Linked DNA regions of Mus musculus: region 2 is linked to region 1. The links are chromatin contacts, called in public Micro-C maps. All regions are on one chromosome and are shown on one strand. Each heading gives the region's core, a stretch centred on a gene start, on an enhancer-like site or on the middle of the called end of the contact. The rest is flanking DNA. Distances are from core to core; before and after follow the strand shown.

Region 1 (7,546 bases), core at 3,058-5,557:
GGGTCCTCAGAGATGGCACCTGGGCTTGCGGAGGTTAATTGACTTTCCCACAGCTAATCAGGGCTTTATGTCACTTTACAAACACTTCTGGGACCTCTGCTCCACTCAGGCAGTAAGCTCTTTGTCCAGGATACAGAGGTGGTTAAGGCCGCATCACTTTCAAGGCGCCGAATGTACGGCAAGTGACCCTCGTAAGCAGAGGCAAAGACCTTCCACGTGGAAGTGGGGAAGTCTTGCTGAAGCCGCTGAGGTTTGAAGAGAGAGACGCTCTCCCGATGGTCGTCTCACTCCTGCTGATAATAAGCTTCTCTGGTTTTTCCAGGCAGTGGTTATAGGAGAATGTGCTCTCCAGCACCCTGCTCCCAAGACCTAAGTCAGGTCAGCCAGGCTTCCAAGCCCTCATGATTGAAGATCAGCTTCTGTGGTATTGAAAACGAACCGTTTTGTTCCTTATTGGCATGGCCTAATTAGAAAGAAAGGTGAGGGGAAATTGTGTGCCAGACTTTTTGTAGACATTATCTCATTTTTGTCCTCCAGTAGCCCAAAGCAGTAAGTACCAGGAAGGCCGCCGGTTGACAGACTGAGGAAGCGAAGCTTTGGAGCTCTCCAACTTGGCAGAGACTGGGATTCTAACCCAGGCCTGTGCAGTGGGGCTGACTACTCTATTGTCTCTGGCTTGTTTTGAGCTGGCCTTCTGTAACCTTTGCCCTTTTGACTACTCATTCCATCCACTCAGTCACCCATTAAGCACCAGTACATTGAAGACGCTATTCTTGAATAGGCTGCAGTAGAGATTCTAAGTTAGACAAGCTAAAGACATTATCTTCAAGGACTTTCCAGAACATAAACTTGCCAAGGTTGAAAGCTAAGAGGTCACATTGCCCAACCTCTTCATCTTACCTTATAAGGAAGCAGAATTCTGGCAAGGACAAGGGAGAGGATGAGGGGCTGGTGAGGGGCTGAGCCGGGCTCTCAAGCTTTGTTGGCTCAGAAGCATCTAATTTAAAATGCATATGTCATCTCCTGACTCAATGGCTCTCAGAACTCTGGCACTCAGGCAGGATGGTTGCCACAAATCCAGGCCAGTCTGAACCTACATAGTGAGTTCCAGGTTATCTTGGGATATGTAGTGAAATCCTGTTTCAGGGGCAGGAGAAAAAATGGAAGGAAGGAAGGGGGCAGAAGATAGAAAAGAAAAGAGAAGAGAAACAGGCCAGGTGGTGGTGGCACACACTTTTAATCCCAGCACTTGGGAGGCAGAGGCAGGCAGATTTCTGAGTTCGAGGCCAGTCTGGTCTACAAAGTGAGTTCCAGGTCAGCCAGGGCTACACAGAGAAACCTTGTCTCAAAAAAACCGAGAGAGAGAGAGAGAGAGAGAGAGAGAGAGAGAGAGAGAGAGAGAGAGAGAGAGACAGAGACAGAGAGAGACAGAGACAGAGAGAGACAGAGAGAGAGACAGAGAGAGAGAGCGAGAGAGAAAGAGAGAAGAAACAAAATGAAGAAGAAAAGAAGGAAGGGTGAAAGGAGGCAGGGATGGAGGGCAAACTCCAAAGCATAGCCAATGACGCTGTAGTTGAGGAAATTCTGGGCTGCTATCATCCAGGAGACCTTCCTCGGAGGAGCAACACTATGACTCCAGCATTGCAGGACAAGGAGAGGGAGATGGACAGGGCAGGAGACAGCACAGGGTGCAGAACACTCTGAACAAAGCTCAAAGTGAAGGCAGAAAAAGGGCCTGCCCAATGCTGCCCCATTCAGGCCAGAGAGTTAAAGTGAGGGGTTTTTCTCATGGGGCTCACAGAAGACAGGGCATGGGAAAATATTAACCAGCGACAAGTTTCGTGATGACAACCCACAGTGTGGTCAGAGATGTTAGACATCTAACAAGGGAGAGGACACCCTCCGAGGTGTCATTTAGCCATGACTCAAAAGGAGAGAGATGTGGAGATCATAACTGGGGATGTTTCCGCTGTTGTATCTGCTTTGCTCTAAGTCCAGGTAACGGACAAGTTGAGCAACATTTTGCCCTACTTTCTGATTTGGTCAAGATACAGTGGGGTTCAGAAAAGAAGAAAATGATTTCTGGGTCACTGGATAAGATTACTTAGGGAGGGGTCTTACCTGGCAGAGTAGGTACTATCTAAGGGCACACTTGGTCCTAGAATTCAGGCCTCTCACTGGACCTAAATTAATTTTCGAAGAGTAACCTAAATTCACTAGCTTCCAGACCCTGTAGGGCCCAAAGACGTTTCAGCCAAGTCTAGCCCCTGTGGCTCTACCTGGAATGAGCAGACAGCCCCCCTCCTTCTCTCTCTCTCCCTCTTTCTCTCTCTTAAAAATGCTATATTTTTTTTATTTTATGTGCATTGGTGTTTTGCATGTTTTATTTCTGTGGGAGGAAATCAGATCCCCTAGAACTGTGTTACAGACAGTTCTGAGCTACCATGTGGGTGCTGGGAATTGAACTGCAGTCTTTGGAAGAGCAGCCGATGGTCTTAACAGGTGAGCCATCTCTCCAGGACCCATCTTTCTCTTTTTTAAACTCAGACTCCTGCTCTACAGCCAGGACCTGAGCCTCATGCTGGAACATGGTTCATTAAATTTCAGTAACTTGCCTTGTATAAGTCTCACCTGTAACCCCAGCACACAGGAGACCAACTCAGAAAGCACTCAAGTTCAAGGCCAGCCTGGACTACAGAAAGAGAGTTTGGTTTCAAATGTTTTTCCAGTGACTCTTCATTACCCATCCCCTAACCCTACAGCAACTGCACCTATGGCCTTAACATAGGTCCAAAATTGCTTTATGGCAAAACTGTCAGGTTGTCTTCTGTCCTGGCAGTCCCTCTCTGTGGCCTTCTCTTCCTTGAGGATGCTATTTGTCTATGGTTATGTGTGCTGCACTCTTACTGTCTCTATGTTCACCCTGTCTCCTTCTCTGGAAGAAATAATCATAACAGGTCATTAATATGAAGATGGAAGTAGCTAATTAGGAATGAGAATGCATGCCTATAATCCTAGTAAGAGGTTGAGACAAAAAGATGGAGAACTCAAGGCCAATCTGAGCTATGTGTCAAGACCTTGACCCTAAAGAAGCAAACAAAAGATCCAAGTGAATAATGAGGTTTGTGGAACATTTGTGTTTTGACTGGGTGGAACTTTAGGTCTTAGTGAGCAGATAGGGAAAGTCTCTTTGGTTTATTGGTTTAAGGGGAGGGTAAGATGAGGAGGATGAGACAAGGTGTTGTTGCTATGTTGCTGAAGCTGGCCTTGAACTCTCTGCCCCTAGCAACTAGTATTGTAGGTGTATAACACCATGTCTGGTTGGGTCTACATGGTTTGGTTTGGGTTGAGTTTGAGACATGTGTTTCAGACACTGGCCTCAAATTCATCACTCTCTTTTCTCACTGTCCTGAGTACTGGGATTATAAGCATCGCCATGCCCTGCTGGCTAGCCCCCACCCTCATCCCTCACTTTCTTCAAATAGGTATTTCCCAGCTGGAGAAATGGTGCAATGGTTAAGAGTACTGACAGCTCTTCCAGAGGACCCAGGTTTTACTCTAAGTACCCACATGGTGGATTACAATCACTGGTAATTGCAGCTCTAGAGAGCACAAAGACTTTACTGGCCTCCACAGGTACCAGGCACACACACAGTGGCTAACAACCATCTGGAACTCCAGTTCCAGAGGCTCTTGTCCCCTCTTTTGGTATACGTGTAGTACACAGACAAGCACACAGGAAAAAAAAAACCCATACACAGAAAAAAAATAAAAATAATAATTTAAGAAATGAATCAGGTACTTTGGAATGGGGGTATATCTCATGGCCAAATACTTACCTAGTATAAGTGAAGCACTGGGTTCTATCCTCTGTATGACAAAAATAGAATAAAAACAAACAAAATAAAATTAGGTACTTTGCCTGAATCCCTAAACAGTTGGCTACAGGGTGTGGTGGCACACATGTGTCCCAGCCACTTGGGAAGATAAGGCAAAAGGACTAAGAGATTCGGGCCAGCCTGAATCATATAGTAAAATGCTGTTGAAGTTTTTTCTTTATTTTACTAAAAGAAAGAACACTGGCCATTCTGACAATATGGAGTTAAACTGTGGTTCTCAAAGGCAGAAGGTAAGAGAAGGACAGTGTAGGAACAAGAAAGAGCCAAGACCCAGCTTTGTCATAACTGCGGGGTGAGTTTATTTGTTTTTGACCATAATAATGATTAATATTATGGCAACACCCTGCATTGCGGGTATAAAAACACAATTTTCTCCCAAACTATGACTCAGCCTCCATGTTCCCAGATCTCCCCAGCATTCCTGGGAAGACAGCTGGGGCCTCCACACAGCTCGCTTGCACCCTTGTGCCTTTTACAGTTGGACAAGACGAAGCAAGCTGGATTGCTACAGCTAGGTGCTCAACCTTAAGGAAAGAGTGATAAAATGGAGGGTACATCCTGCCTACAACCTGCTGCCATGCAGGCTGCTTCTTGGCCAAACCACACGTTTAATGCCATTCCAAGCACTATCATAGTTTCAGTGGAAGGACTTGTGAAAGCTGAGGGGCAAAGTACTTACCTTTTTCCACAACATTCTATACTTCCAGAACTATACCCCCCCCCCACACACACACACCCTCTTCTTTCTTGGGGACTCTGTGATTATATCTTTTATTTTAAGAAATGAAACAATAACTTAGCTCCTCTCTTAAGACTATAGCCTTGGGTGTGGCTTTTCAGTTAACTGATGCCAGAGGAGCAGAGGTGGAAAAGGATTGGGGATGTGAGAGGCAAAATCTTAGAAGCCCAAGTATTCTAATTAGCATCACTTTTGAGCGCATGATCCAGGCCTTCTGACTGCAGCCAAGAGCTCCATCCAAAAAGATGTGTGATTCTCCCCAGTGAGTCAGCGAAAGCGCAGAGAAACAGGGTTATCAGAGGAGAGGGTTGCAGTCTATGAGTTTTCATTCAGCCTCCCAAAATGAACAGGAGAGAGAGTGGGGGGTGGATCTCAATGCATCAGCCAGGAGGCTCTGCAAACAGAGCTGGAGAAGCAGCGGCCGGATCTGCTTTCAAAGATACTGCTCCAGTACTGGGCCATCCTATCTACCCAACTATCCCTCACAGTGTTGACAGAGGGGAGGGGAAAGGGTGTGACATGAAAAAGAGGAAAAAAAAGAAGCAGGGGCAAAGATTTGGATGGGGGAAAGATGGCCAGATGTTTGAAGATGAGTAAGATGCCATCACAGGATGAATTGATGCCCCAAGAGAAAATAGGGTTCTTTCTTTGTTCTTCCTTGGGATCCCCCTCTTTTCTTCCCAGGTGTCTGGCTTGGGTTCCAAAGTCTCTGGACGTCAACTATTTTGAAGAAATTTTTGGGCCAGTTCAACCTATATGCTTTCTGACCTATATATTTAACAGATGTTGGTTCCCTCTGCCATCCCTTAGAAAACTTAAGCAAAGATAGCAGGAAAATATCTATTTCAAGTGGTCTCCTTATATTCAGTGAGGAAAACGGCATATTTACTGACTTTCACATCCACCGCCACAACAAAAACGATGCCTCTTCTTAGATGTCATCTGTTCTTTAGAGAACAGAACTATTAAACCAGTCTGACTATGACTAGGCCTAAACCTCTACAACCTGACCACAACACACACACACACACACACACACACACACACACACACCTCTGACCATAGCAGTAGGCTTTACTGGTACCAGAAGAAAAGAAAAAATGCCCAAACCACCAAGAAAAATTGTGGAATTCCATTGAGCAACATTTCGTTCATCTGAAATAATTTTCTCTGGAAAATTAAGATCGAGAACAAACCTGAAAACAAAGAAGAAAGCCCAGTGTGGTAGCTCTCACTGTAATCCCAGCTACTCAGGAAGCAGAAACTAGAGGATTTCCACAAATTTGAGGGTAGCTTGGACTACCAAGACTATGTGTATGGCTCAGTGGCAAAATGCTTGCCTAGTACATTTGAAACCTAGGTTTAATCCCCAGCACCACAAAGTAGAAGAGGGGAAAGGCCTCCAGGAAGTCTCAGTAGATGACACTATGTAGTCTCAGCATTCACACACTAAGCACTGAAGCCTTTGTTCATGGCAGAATTTGCACAGATCTGTTTTTTTACTTGAGACTAAATCCTTACAAATAGGTTTTCTGTTTTCATAATCATAAAAAGTTGGCAAGTTATGAGTCAGAAATGCTGACAGCCATGTTGTAGATGTAGACAGTGAATTGAAGATAGAGAATCAACAACCTCTATCAACTTCATACTGTGGAGGCTTGGTCCCTATAGTCAAGTAGGGAGCAGTTTGCTTCCCAATGAGGAAAATGGTAAATCTTGCAGGCCCAGCAATCCCAGTGATCTGCTCGTGGGCACGGTCAATTCTTCACAATTATTCTTCCAGCCTGACTATTAACTTCAGGATAGTGAGTTCTGGTGATGTGGCCATTTGACTAATTAAGTTAAATTAAGGGGCATTTTTCCTTAAACTCTACTAAGGTAAACTCAACTCTTGTGAATACATCAGACTTGACAGAGCAGCCGCCAGTGCATTCTAATGCATCCGAAGCAGCCCACAGTTAGGACTACAGCAGCAGTGTGTGGGGCAGGATTTAGAGCACCAGACTTGTCTCTGTAGAAGACGCTACCCCAGACAAGAGATTCTTCCAGGATGGATCACCAAGTCACTGGGGATTTTTCTGTCCTATTTTAGATGATGGGGAAGGGCTGTACCTAGACCCTAGTGTCTACCCCTGCATGATAGATAAGTGCTGTATCTACTACTGAGACACAGCCCCAACTCCTTTATGTGAATTCTTAACCAAAGCTTCTCAGACACTTCCCTTGGAAGATAGGTAACTGAGAAAGGCTGACCACAGATACTGCTCCACACTTGCCATCACTGTGCCTGCCTGCCTGCTGTCTGGGAGCCTGCACCCCTATCCTGATTCCTGAACCCCATTCATCTAAAGTCCATCAAGGCCCACCAGGCTCATCATGAGTACAGTTCCTGGATGTGGTTCCTGCTTTAAGACAAGCTGATGGGGTTGCCACTTTCACTATCACTTCAGTGTCTGGATGTGAACCACATCACAGTGATGAGTAGGGAGGAAAGTGATGTTAAACACTAAAAGACATGGGGTTGAGTTACTATCATGATCACTTTGACTGGGCCCTGAAAGAAGAAGTGCCATCATAGAAAAATGCACCTAGACTAATAGTAATATGGGGCTCAGGAATCAGGAATAGGGATACAGGCCCCCAGACCGCAGGCAGGCACAGTGGCTGCCACCTGCCATCACAGCCAGAGAATTTAGGTGGCAGGCAGCAGAATTTCTCCAAATTAAACACATTGGCTGTAAAAGTCCCATTTACAGCTATGCCTCAACCATTGTTTCCAAAGGAGGAACTTGGCATGCTAGGAAGAAATGCAGATCGTGCCCAGCAGACCTTAGTCCAAAAGAGGAAGAGCGCCAGCAGATGAACTGGACCACATAGTGAGAGGAGCATCTTTAATTCTCCGGGCAGT
Region 2 (7,546 bases), core at 1,869-4,368, 46 kb after region 1:
GTATTTTATGGGACTCCTGACTATGAGAACAAGTGAGTCTTTGGCTCTTTTGTCTGCTCTTAGGGCTCTTTTTCTCCTGTTGGGTTGATGTGTCCAACTTCGATATGATAGTTCTTGCTTCATCTAATATTTTATTTTGTCATGTTTTGTTGTTATCTCAGAAGCCTGTTCTTTTCTAATGAGAGACAGAAAGAGAACAGATGTGGAGGAGAGGGGAGGAGAAGCTGGGAGGACGAGAAGGGGAAACACCAATCAGAATATACTGTATGAGGGGAAAATCTGTGTTTAATAAGATAAATGTAAAAATAAAAAGAAGTGGGTGAAATTTATTTCATCATAGACATCTATACCTTTTATAGTGCCTGCTTCTCAAAATGGTTTCATCTACATTTTTAAATTTGACTCTAATTAAAAGAATTAGTCCAATTTATCAATTAGACCAAGAATTGTTCCTTTTTTTTTTTTTTTTTTGGCTACCATTTTCTCCTTCTGATCCTGCAAAAAAGATCCTTCCCATCTTTGCCTCAGGGTACATTCATTATAAAAGTCACCTTAGTCACCTTAGGCCAGAATGGATTCAGGACCCCTACCTAGTGTCACAATTTGTTTTGTTGTTGGGACAGGGCCTCATGTAGTCCAGTCTAATCTTGAACTCCTGATCCTCCTGCCTCCACCTTCAAAGTGTTGAGACTATAAGTACAAGGAACTGCGTTCAGTTCGGACAATTTCTTATTTGCTTGTTCAATCTCTCACTTGCTGTGCAACTCAGGTTGGGATCACACTCCCAATCCTCCAAGTGCTAGAATTACAGCTGAGTGCCAGCACAACAGGCTTGCTCTTGAGATATTTTTAAAGTAAGTCCAAGACAGTATGTAGGTCCATTAATGCATATTCTAATAAGGACTCCACCCTTTTAAAGATATTTTTAATTTTTAAAAATTATGTAGGGTGTGTGTGTGTGTTCCTGTGGACACCAGAAGATGGCATCAGACCCCCTGGTTCAGGAATTGCAAGCACATGTGAGCTAATGTGGGTGGTAGGAACAGAACTTGGGTCCTCTAAAAGAGAACTACTTGATTTTCAACGCTGAGCTCTCCATTCTCTAGATTCCACCTTTTTTCTTTTATTTATTTTTATTTATGCTCATTGGTGTTCCGCCTGCTCGTATGTGGATGTGAGGGTGTCAGATCCCCTGGAACTGGAGTTACAGACAGTTGTGAGCTGCCATGTGGTGCTGGGAATTGAGCCTGGGTCCATTTGGAAGAGCAGCCAGTGCTCTTAAACACCGAGCCATCTCTCCAGCCTCTAGATTCCACCTTTTGCTTGTGTGTGGGGGTCCATTAAAACTGTATGATAACTTGCATGTGTGTTCACTGTTGCTGAAAGCATCTTTCCTTTGAGTGTCTATATGTGCCAGGCATTGCGCTTGGCCCAGGAGAGTCCCTCTGAGCTAAAGAAGCACAGCAGAAACAAGCCACAGTGCTGTTCCAAACTAAGAATTGCTATGGGTCCAGGATGTGAGCACAGGGTGCACGTGGAGCCTTAGAGTAGGGCCTCAAATTGCACTGAGTTGTGGGGAGGCTTGTTTACTCATTTTATGGTAACCCTGAATTTGAACTTGTGGCTCGGTGGGGTCTCCAGCAGGAGGCGCAGTAAAGGCGCCGAAGGGTAGGATTGGGGGTTCAGTCACTACCAGAACCTGGGAAGGCGGCCAGCGCCTGCTGCGTGTGAAAACTGCAAGCAACAACGCCATTTAATAAGGAAGAAGGAGGCGAGCGCCAGAGGCCCAGAGGGACCGTGGGGTTCAGGTGCGGGGCAGAGATGCAGGGGCTTGCGGCAGGCAGGCACCTGCTCGCCAGGTCCTCTCCACCCAGCCTCTCTTTCTGGCAGCCGCCAGTTCCCACCCCTGACGGCCGCTCTTCCTGATAGAGTTTCTTGGAACAGGGCACAGGACAGAGCGAGGAAACACCTGTTTCCAACAAGAAAAGAGGTGTATAGGGGGAGAGCCCCCACCAGGCTTCCAATGGCCTCTCACAGAGCTTGCTCTCCTGAGCCTTGTAAAAGCGCGCCCAGAAATCCATGGAGATCATTTTTCAAAAAGATCGCTTTCTATGTCTTAGCCTCCACCCCTCTATGTCTAAGCCACAACGTCCTTTTTAAAAAGTCTTCTTTCCCTCTGGGATTTCCCGCTCCTCCCAGACCCTTTAAGCGCCCCCACCCTTTGGTGCCTGCAGGGACCTCCACCACCTCTCAAGACCTTACAGCTGCAACTGCGTTTGGCTTCCAGAACGTTTTCGCTTCCTCAGACCCCTGTGGACCTACAGGTGGGGAGTGGGACTAAAGGGCAGCAGAACAAAGGAGCTGGAGCGCCCCTGTCCCGGGCCAGATACCCCTTCCGCAGCCTCTTTTGGGCCAGAGAAGAGGAGCTCAACAGCGCGAGGACTCCCTCCCCCCAGCCCCGGTCTCCGGCACTTCCCAGAGGGGAGCAGCGGGAGGATGCGTGGGAGGCGGGGGTGGCCCTTGCAGCAGACCGACAGACAGACCCCGGAGGAACTAGCCTGCGTGGCCGTGGTCGCCAATGGCCTCCACGTACTGGGCTCCGTTATTTCATCAGCAGTTTAAGAAAACCTGCCAAAAGCAGTTATGCCTCACTGCAATGTGTAGCTTTTTCCTGCCATTTTTTTCATAATAAAAGAGGGAGTGAAGCTCGCTCGCTCGCTCCCCGCCTCCACCCCCCTCTCCCAAAAAGAGCCAAATGGATACGAGAAGGGGGGAAAAAAGGAAAGAACCCACACACCAATCTCTGAGGGGATGCCAGTGAGGTGTGGCTTGTATTTAAATATCCAATATGTCAATGGAAGGGGAGTGGGTACGTATATAAAGTGCCATTTGCATCTGATAGCTCCAGGAAGCCAGCTATGAGAGGCCAGGAGAGATGGATGCGGAGGGGAAGCCGAACTTTAACTGAGAGCAAGGTCAGGAGCGCGCTGCCCCACGCTCCCCGCCGCTGAGAAGTTCTTTGGACGCGAACAGACGTGTGCTGCAGCTGGGCAGAGCGCGGAGCCGAGCAGCGAGCGAGCGAGCAAGCGAGCGCCGCCGACCCGCCCGCCCGCGCCCGCCGCCAAGACAGGCAGTTCGCGCCCCGGGGCCCCGGCTCGGCCCGCGCCGCCGCCGGCCCCGCCATGGCGGAGGTCGGGGGCGTCTTTGCCTCCTTGGACTGGGACCTGCACGGCTTCTCCTCCTCTCTGGGGAACGTGCCCTTAGCTGACTCCCCGGGTTTCCTGAACGAGCGCCTGGGCCAGATCGAGGGGAAGCTGCAGCGCGGCTCGCCCACAGACTTCGCCCACCTGAAGGGGATCCTGCGGCGCCGCCAGCTCTACTGCCGCACCGGCTTCCACCTTGAGATCTTCCCCAACGGCACGGTGCACGGCACCCGCCACGACCACAGCCGCTTCGGTGAGGACCCGGCCGTGGAGGGGTGGTGGGGGAGAGGGAGCGGACGGACCGCGGACTAGGGAGCCGTCGACGCGGGGCTGTCCCGCAGGGGTCCCCCCGAACCTTCTAGCACCGGACGCCGTCCGGACCCGTCGGGGTGGGATGCGGTGGCAGGGCCCTAAGCCTGGCGGGGACTCGGTGGCCCCCCGCGCCCCGCGACGCTCCCCGGAGGGGGCGGAGGCGCCTCGCGGTGCGGCCTCTTCCAGCCGCTCCACCCTCCCTCCTCCCGGAGCAAGGGGTTCCCCGTGAGAGCCCATCGTCGGGTCTCCGAGGGAAGCAGGTGGAGTCTGGAGAGGAGCCGAAGTCCTCGACTAGGAGGCAGGGGACCGCGGCCAGAGGAGTCTTAAGGGTGGCAGACCCGTCGCGACTGATCGCCCAGAGCAGGAGCCTCCACGGGCCAGCGGCCCTTACCCAAATCACTTTTATCTGACGGGGATCCGGCCGTCATGGCACTGGTCATCCTCAGGGGTGGCTCTGCCCAGGGTAGAAGCCAATCCAGGCAGCACAGCATGAGCCTGGGAGCCTGGGAGCTGAGAATCTAGAAAAACCTTGGGGTGCCCACTGCCTATGAACAAGTCTTGGGTATCTTTTGCCCAGAACTTACTCCTCGCCCACGTGAGGGAACTGCCCCGAACCCACTGCCAGCCCCAGAAACAGGAAATGTCTAATCTCCAGGCAAGATTGCCTCTGCCAGCCTGCGACTGTACAGATTGTTCAGAGCACCCAGCTGCCTGCATCGCCATACAGAACTAATTACACGATTAATATAAACCTTGATCTGGGACGGCAATCTTTAGGCTTCTAAGCAACTGTGTTCCCTCTTCTGTAATTTGCCGGGTTTTTTATTTTCAATTTCCTATTCATTATTAAGCCATCAAACAGGTGTGGTGACAGCTAGCCTTTCTCCTCCGCCGCAGTGTCCTCGGCTTCCTCCCTAGGTCCTTGTAATGCAAGAAGCGCACTTTCTGCCCCCAAGCCAGTCCGAAGCTCTGCTACCCTCAAGCAGGACACGGTTCATTTTTTTCCTATCCTTCCCATCTTCGCATTCTATCCATGGTTTTCTAGAGCTGCGTCTGGAGTCCTCAGAAGAAAGAAAGAAAGAAAGAAAGAAAGAAAGAAAGAAAGAAAGAAAGAAAGAAAGAAAGAAAGGAAGGAAGGAAGGAAGGAAGGAAGGAAGGAAGGAAGGAAGGAAGGAAGGAAAAAGAAAAAAGAAAAGAATGAAAGAAAATGGGGGCAGAGGAGGGGGCAGCCGAGGGGCAGCTTAAGGCCAAGCCTAGCAGACAACTAAGACCAGGGTTGGCCTTCCTTGCTGGGAGCAGGCAGGAACCGTAATGAGGTCTATGTCATCTTGGAAAAATGCACTCAAACAGAGCTGGAGTACAGTAGGTTGGGAGGGGTAATGGAGGGTTGCAGGTGTCTGTATAAACTTGCAGCAGGTCCTCAAAAGGGTGACGAGGCGGGTGGGAGGAGAGGGGGTGTTAACTTGGCTTCTTTCCCTCCCATCACTTGCGATTTTGCAGTCCCCTTTTGTTCTTCTTCGTAAGGACTGGGACTCCCACCCTCAACTCAGAGGCTCCCAGAAATGGCCTAAAGCTATTATGCTATAATGTATAAAAGACCCGTGTGTGTGTGTGTGTGTGTGTGTGTGTGTGTGTGTGTGTGTGTGTGTGTGTGCATTTATATGGATGTGTATAAAAGCAAAGTCACTAAATGATAGTGAAATGTGGGCTGGGGGGCGGTGAAATTGGTAAAACTGTGAACTGCCCCCCAGCTGCTATGTTTGTCTGCCTCTGTGCCTGAGCTGAGCCCAATAATCTACAAGGTCAACATAAGTCAGTAATAGGCTCTTGGGATAAGTGGTCTTTAATTGCCTCCCTAAAGACACATCTTGATTTCTTTTCATCTCCCAGACCTGCTCAGGGTGTTAAGTTTAAGGAGAAACCAAAGGAAGTAAGGCTGACGGAGGACGTTTGCACTGCTGCTTAACCGGGCTTGCTTCAGTTTGGGTTTGGCCTTTTAGAAAACACAAGCTGCCTGAGACCCCCTCCACATCCCCTTTTCCCTTTCCTCCTTCCCTGATTTCTTGGCAGCTCTGTGCATTTCCTGTAAAGGAAATGATAACCGGTCAAAACTGTCTCTTCATAACCTCCCCTGCCAACTTGCAAACACACTCTTGCTCAGTTTAGCTTTTGGCACAGGACGAGGTGGGGTTTGAGTTTGCTCACACTCTCCTCCCTCCACATTTGAGTTAATCAGCCAGAGTATTCAATAAATCGAAACTTTAACATTCCATAAGTGCTTTAGCAGTCAACATTCCAGCAGGGTAAAGTAGGCCAGACTTAAGATATAAAATATTATAGATCTCTGCTTGGGGGGGGGGGGGGGAGTCTCCGAAGGCCATGTAAAGTAAATAGCTATTTGTTGTAATTGGAGAGCAGGGGGTGGGGGGGGCCAAGGATTACCCTGGAATCCATGTGTTCTAAACAAGTCAGGCTGAGCCCAAGTGCAGCCCCGACTCCAAATAATAACCTGTTGGCACCATACTTGCTCCTTGCTCTCCATCTGCAGCCGGTAGCCAGGAGTGGTTCAGTCCCCGCCTGGCTGGTGGCATTTACATGAGGTTCACAGGGAGCCTGACATTCCTGAGGGGCACCTGTGGACTGACAGGCAGGGCTTGGGAGCTAGACTGGAGGAGAGGCCTCCTGCCAGGTGGGATGGCGCAGGCTGCAGCAGCTGCTTTGGGTTTGGAACGATCTGGTTCTTATTTGGCAAAGGGCCAGCGCAGCACTGTCTTGGCCCCGAAGGTCTGACAGGATGGCTGAGGGAAGCAGATTAAATGACACATTAGCCAGTCATCTAGCTAGGTTCTGAAACAGTGGGGCCCAGGACAGATCCGTTTTGATTGAGGCCCTGGGGAGAGAGGTGTAAGAAGAGAAGAGTCTGGAAACTGTCAAGAAAATGCCAGAGCATGAGGTGGGCAGGTCAAGATGAGGCAGAGGAGATGGAGGTCCTGGGCCTCGAAGGACTGAAGGAACTGATGACAAACTTTGTCTACTTAGTACTTTGCCTCAACGCTTTTCTGTTAACACCCCTGTCCAGCTGTAGCTGGGAAAATATGAAAATGGCTTGTTTTCTCTCCCCTCTCACGCTGGCCTGGATTCAGCAGAAGGTTTAGAAATATCTGTTCCATCATCATGTGCCACCGGGTTCCCACAGTCTGAATCCAACTAATAGGAAAGTTGGCAAAGGCAAATGATGCCCAAAGACAGCTGGGCAGGGATGATTCCAGCTGTTGGAGACCCCTGTTACTGGACTCAACCCAAGCGACATCCTGTATGATCTGTCCTTTGGCATCAGGGTTCACAGAGAGTTGGAGAAAAAAAATGTGGTGACTCAAATGGCCACACCTCTTGGGTTTCATGATTTTGTTCTCATACCAGGTCTCTCAAAGTGAGATCACAGGCTGCTCTCTGCTACTTAATGAGCTCAGAGTAGTCAGAGGTATAGGGTATTTAGAGAAAGGGGGACCCGCTGTGATTGGAGGCTCAGAGGTAACCTGCCCTAGTATCCATCTGAGTTTAGCACCCGGAACAGAGTCAAGGCATGCTGTGGAATATCCTTGCCAGACAGACATGCTACTTTGAGCATGCTTATGTTTTTCCACAGCCCTCTCTCGACACAGTAGAACCAGACACAGAACCAACCCCAGCATGAGCCTGCCAGGACCCGCGGCAGAGTGGTAGGCCAGTTCCTTGTCTTGTGTTAGTAACTAGATCTCTGACTACAGCCTAGCTCCACTTTCTTTTCTATTTTTACAACTATGTTTTAAGTCATTTTTAATTAAAAAACAAAACAAAACAAAACAAAAAAAACATCAAGGTAACCCCAGCACCTAGGAGATGGAAGCTGCGTACAAAGTTCAATTTCCAAGGCCAGCCTGAACTATGTAAGATCAAAAACAAATGATTTTTTGTTTGTTTGGTTGGTTGGTTGGGTTTTTGTTTGTTTGTTTGTTTGTTTGTTTGTTTTATTTTTCGAGACAGGGTTTCTC

The links. Hi-C and Micro-C count contacts between places; a contact is called where the count stands out from the background.
Region 2: a contact with region 1 is called in a Micro-C map of muscle stem cells, with 7 times the contacts expected there. The contact joins the promoter of Fgf16 here to the enhancer-like site in region 1. A contact is called at or near these places in 46 of 484 Hi-C or Micro-C datasets (B cells, the C2C12 cell line, the C3H10T1/2 cell line and 19 more), 2 of 115 datasets of contacts at active chromatin or transcription factors (embryonic stem cells and fibro-adipogenic progenitors) and 1 of 9 other capture datasets (embryonic stem cells).

The regions. Positions count from the first base shown.
Region 1 is chrX:105,714,239-105,721,784 of GRCm38.p6, forward strand. No RefSeq gene overlaps it. Among named protein-coding and RNA genes, the nearest start is that of Fgf16, 46 kb to the right of the region's middle. Within about 2 kb of position 4,308, at least 2 of the 459 cell types and tissues checked have an H3K27ac peak or open chromatin away from gene starts, as enhancers often do. A contact at or near this core is called in the C2C12 cell line and muscle stem cells, where this site is marked.
Region 2 is chrX:105,761,359-105,768,904 of GRCm38.p6, forward strand. It overlaps Fgf16 (fibroblast growth factor 16), which reads left to right and starts at 3,119. Exons shown (of 3, transcript NM_030614.2): 1 at 3,119-3,456. The coding sequence starts at 3,183.